Linked DNA regions of Sus scrofa: region 2 is linked to region 1. A link is a contact called in public Hi-C data. All regions are on one chromosome and are shown on one strand. The core of a region is the stretch at or near the end of the contact, and the rest is flanking DNA. Distances in the headings are between cores, read along the strand shown. Region 1 holds the start of C10H1orf115. Region 2 holds the start of MARC1 (mitochondrial amidoxime-reducing component 1).

Region 1 (2,533 bases), core at 23-2,522:
AGGGGTCAAATTGTGCTACAGCTGCCAGTCTACACCACAGCCACAGTAATGTGGGATCCCAGAGGTGCCTGCGACCATACACCACAGCTTGAAGGGATGCCAGATCCGTAACCCACTGAGCAAGGCCAGGGATTGAACCCACATCCTCATAGATACTAGTTGGGTTTGTTACTGTTGAGCCACAATGGGAACTCCAAGACTATGTAATTCTTATACCTATGGTAATTAAACTTATTTTTGTATTCCTTTCAAATTAAACTTATAAACCTAAATCAATTACTTGATTTTACATTTTCAGTTCGAATCACAAAACTAATTTCTGATACCCTAATGTGCTAAATTAGGAATATTTTATGTATTTATAGCAAGATATCCAAATCTTCCTTTAATGTATCACATTTTAATAGTATCAAAATATTAATGAAATAATAACATATCATTGTATACTTAAGTCTAAGTTTCCAAGAATTAAAAGATATTTATTACCCACATCGGAAAGTAAGGCATCCAAATAAGTTGAGATTCACAGCGACCTGAGAACGTGTATCTATCAGAGTGATTTTTTTTTTGAGCGACATTCTTGAAAATCATGATTTTAATGATTACACATATGATGCTAAATGCTGGCACCAGAATTTACCTTGTCCATCGCCACTGGTCTGCTTCACTTTTTCACTGGAATCAGACTGCAATTAACACTTCGTACCCGCTGCCTTGTGTTACAGAATGTCCCTGCAGCACAGGCATCTACAAAGATAGGGCTGTTTTTCAGAACTTTCTTTCTTTCTTTTTTTTTGGCTGCACTCGCTGCAGGTGGAGGTTCCCAGGCCATCGATTCCAATCCCACCGCAACAGCAACCCCCGCCCCCCGCAGAGACAGCTTTGGATCCTCAACCCGCTGTGCCACAATGGGAATTCCAAGAACTCTTGATAAACACTTTCTGATTGCCTTTCTAAAGCCTTGTCTCCAGTCTGCGTTCCACGAATACCGTAGCATAACCATCATCTCCCCAACCCTGACCAGCACTGGGTGTAATCTTTATTACTCTCATCTCATCATCCATCACTATCTCTGCCAGTTTGCACGTGGGCTAATGAAGTCTCACCATTCGGGATTCACTTGTTCCGTGGCGCGTGCGGCTGAACTGCTTTGTGTTCATGGGATGCTAGAGCTTGGGGCTGACCGCGAGCCCCACGGCCAGGGGGCGCTGCAATTCCAAGTGCCCCCTCCCCGTCCAAGCCGGGCTGGGCTGGGCGGGACTGGGCTGGGCTGGGCTGGGCCGGGCAGCAGGTGGGCGGGGGTGGAGGCGCGGGCAGGAGCGCGGGCAGGGAGCAAAGGTTGCAGTCTTCCAGTACCGACCTCAGCCGGAGGGCGGGCGGCATCATGACGGTGGGAGCCAGGCTCCGGACCCAGGCGGCGAGCAGCCTCCCGCGCCGCGGGCCCCTCTTCCGGGCGCGAGGGCGGACCGAGCGGGACGAGGAGGCGGCCGCTATCCTGGAGCATCTGGAGAGCGGGGCCGAGGAGGAGGAGAGCGCGGAGCGCGCGCGGCTCCCGGGGACCCGGGGCGCGCGGAAGGTGCACCTGGCCGTCCTCCCCGAGCGCTACGAGCCGCTGGAGGAGCCAGCGCCCGGCGACAAGCCCAAGAAGAAGTACCGGCAGAAGCTGAAGAAGTACGGCAAGGTAGGCGTCCCGGGTGTCCACCGACCCGGGGGTCGGAAGCGCGCGGCGCCCCGGAGGGTTAGGTCGGGTCCCCGAGGTCTGACCGCCTCGGCCCCCCACGCCCACCCGCGAATGACGCGGGCAGGGAGGGAGAAGCTCAGCGGCGAGGAGCGGTCGAAACGACATGGGAAGTGTCCCCGCTCCCCGCTCACGAACCTTCCGGAGGGCTGCGTCCCGGCGGTTCTGGTCTCGGGGCGGGGGTCTCACCAGCCCTTGTGCGGTTGGTAGGACCGGAATCAAGGTCCGTGCTACACAAGCGGGGTATTGAAGGATCAGCGTGGATTGTAAACGGGGACCCAGTTGCAAGTAGGGAGTTGCTGCCCAGTTTATCTGTTTTCCGGCCGCAGTCTGCCCAGGATGTCCCACCAGCTGAGAATTGTTTAGGTTACTCCCCAAAAGATTCCCAAGGTGATCTCCGGGGCCTGGGAGCTCAAAAATCCATAAATACGCTCTTGATGAAACGACTTTCTCCCCGCCAGCCATCTGCGTAATGCGAACACACCGTCATTTGCAATGGGGGGGGGGCGCTCGTGGGATGGGGGGCGGTTGTCTGGGACAAAGCCAGAGTGAGAGGAGCTCCTGCTGTGGCTCAGCAGATTAAGAACCTTACTAGTATCCATGAGGATGCAGGTTCCGTCCCTGGCCTGCCTCCGTGGTTTAAGAATCTGGCCTGTGCCAAGCTGTGGAGTAGGTCGCAGATGTGGTTGGGATCTGGATCTGGCCAGTGGCTGTGGCTGTGGTGGAGGCCGGCAGCTGCAGCTCTGATTGGACCCCTAGCCTGGGAACTTCCATATGCCTCAGGTGTGACCCTAA
Region 2 (2,533 bases), core at 18-2,517, 75 kb after region 1:
GGGGAAGGCGGATTCATCCAAGCCGCTACTTCTCCCCTTGTTCTGGGAGGAGATCGTTGACAAGCCTCAGTGGTGGACTCTGAACCCAGTTCCTGGATGTCACAGGAGTGGGGGAGGGGGGCGTCCCTGGAGTGAGAAGAGAAAAGATAGGACAGACATACTCTGTTTAGGGAGCAATGTTTAGGCTGAGGGACAACATCCAAGGACAGATCTTAGCCCAGTGGGTCCTGAGGGTGGCTGCCTGGGGAAGGTGGATTTGCCAACCTTGGGAGACAGAGACGGTCCCCCTGTAATGTAAGACACCCCCCGCTTGCGTGGGTGATCCACTCGTGGGAACGTACTCACTGCTCTGCATCTACACTTGGAAATGGGCAAGTGGCAAATGTCGTGTTGTGTATATTCCACCGCAATAAAAATCCACTCACTTCTATCCATTTTGCCTCTTGTTCAGCTGATGGCCTTTTCCTTGCCCTGCGTTTGACGTTCTATTTGTATTTTTTGGTTGGTTGTTTTCTTTTTAGGGCAGAACCTGCAGCATATGGAGGCTCCCAGGCTAGGGGTCAAATCCGAGCTGTAGCTGCTGGCCTACACCACAGCTGCAGCAACTCGGGATCCTAGCCGAGTGTGCGACCTACACCACAGCTCATGGCAACGGCAGATCGTTAACCCATTGAGTGAGGCCAGGGATCGAACCCAAAACCTCATGGTTCCTAGTCGGATTCATTAACCACTGAACCACAACAGGAACTCCCGATGGCTTGATTTTTGAAGTGACAGGTGTCTGAAGTCAGTGCCTTACAAGTAGGATGGGTGACATTTCCTGCTGCCGGGAAGAAGCCTTAGGACCTTGTGCCAATGCTTCTTTCCCAGGGCAGTTCCTGGAAAATGAAGCCGGTACTCGGAGGCTTTGTGCCCAGAGGACCTAGAGGAGTCCCGCTGGTGCCCTGAGCTGCAGGCTGCTGCCCTGGCACCACGGGGACAGCCGGCTCCTTCCCCGCTCTCCTCAACTTGCAGGTCCTGAGGTCCTGGTCGCAGGCCTTTGCTCTCAGAGTCCCACTGGCCAGAAGCTCCCACGCCCCAGCTGGCAGAGGGGGAGGGTGACTGACAGCCGCTGGTGCCCCCCCCCCTCTCCGCACTGTCCCCAAGACGTGGGTCTGCCTGCTGCCAGATTTCTAATATAGCAAAATTACATTTTGTCCTGCAAAGTTTTTTTTGTTTGTTTATTTTAGGTTATTATTTAACCTACGAATAAGTAAATAAATAAAACGGTCGTTAGTAGCGGTCCCCGGGAGGGCACCTAGTTCTGCAGCGTCAGGGCGGAGGAAGGGGAGGAAGCCGGGACGTAGACCGCGTGGAAGCTGAGCCCCCGCCTCTCCCCCTCGGCAGCCCCGGGGCCACTCTCCCGAGGAGGACGCCATACTCTGACCCGCCCGGAACCGCTTCAGGAGCGGCCCTTCCTCTGGACTCGCGGCCCCGCTGCGGCAGGCGCGTCCCCGTGGGCCCTGCGCGAGTCCCCGCCGCGCCCGCGCTCGCCGGGGTCATGGGCGCCGCCGGCTCGTCCCCGCTGGTCCGCCTCCGCCTCCGCCTCCCCGCGCTACTTCGGCCCGGGCTCGGGCTCGCCGCGCTGGGACTGGCCGCGGCGGCGCTGGGGGCCGTCGCCTGGAGCCGCGCGCGGCCCAGGCGGCGGCGGCGGCGCCGGCGGCTGCAGCAGGTGGGCACCGTGTCGCAGCTCTGGATCTACCCGGTCAAGTCGTGCAAGGGGGTGCCGGTGAGCGAGGCCGAGTGCACCGCCCTGGGGCTGCGCCGCGGGCACCTGCGGGACAGGTAGGGCCCCGGGGGGTGGGCTCGGAACGCGGCGGGTGGGGGCCGGCTGGGTTCTGGGTCGGATCCTTCCCCAGCCGGGAAAGTGGGAGCTGAGGCGGGGAGGGGGCAGGGGCGAAGGAAAGGCGGAGGGAGGGCGCTCGCCTCCGACAGCAGACGCAGGGGCCCAGGCCTCTTTCCGGGGGCGGCTGGCCTTCCGCCTCCCACCGGCTCTTTCAGAGCCTGCGCTCAGGAGGAGCTGCGACAGGGGTCTCGGTCCTCAGGGGGCTGCCAGGGCGCAAGCAAGTTTCGCCACTGTCTAGCGGAAGCGGCAAGCTTCGCAGGATTGATGCCTCCACTTTGTTTTTCGTGATTGTCTCTTAATGTGGGGAAACTTGGAGCCGCGGAGCTAAGCCTTCAAAGCGAGCACCGCGGTGGAGCCCAAGCTTCGTGCCGCTTGAAACGTGCTATTGCATATTTTATTTTACCCAGTTCTTCCATGCCCCCTTTTACCGATAAAGTAACTGGTTCGGAGGCACCCAAGAGTGGAATCAGGACTCTTGTTTCGGGAGCACGCTGGTGCTTTGTAAACAGTGGTTTTATCTACGCCCGGCTGGTGCGGTCAGGACCTGTGTGAATTCCTGAGGTTCAGCAAAGATCGCTAAGGCCCGAAGCAAGTAGCCTGGTCCTCTTCTGAGTCTGACTCTAGGCTAGCCCTGGGCCTCATTGTAAG

Evidence for each region. A called contact is a pair of places that touch in the nucleus more often than the background predicts.
Region 2: a Hi-C map of omental adipose tissue shows a contact between it and region 1, with 3 times the contacts expected there. The contact joins the promoter of MARC1 here to the promoter of C10H1orf115 in region 1. A contact is called at or near these places in 1 of 5 promoter capture datasets (fetal liver), 13 of 47 Hi-C or Micro-C datasets (embryonic fibroblasts, fetal heart ventricle, fetal skeletal muscle and 8 more) and 1 of 2 datasets of contacts at active chromatin or transcription factors (skeletal muscle).

Annotation. Positions count from the first base shown.
Region 1 is chr10:10,114,645-10,117,177 of Sscrofa11.1, forward strand. It overlaps C10H1orf115, which reads left to right and starts at 1,273. Exons shown (of 2, transcript XM_003130507.4): 1 at 1,273-1,681. The coding sequence starts at 1,385.
Region 2 is chr10:10,189,494-10,192,026 of Sscrofa11.1, forward strand. MARC1 (mitochondrial amidoxime-reducing component 1) reads left to right here and starts at 1,268. Exons shown (of 9, transcript XR_002336192.1): 1 at 1,268-1,824. The region is part of intron 5 of MARC2 (a long non-coding RNA gene); the gene reads left to right.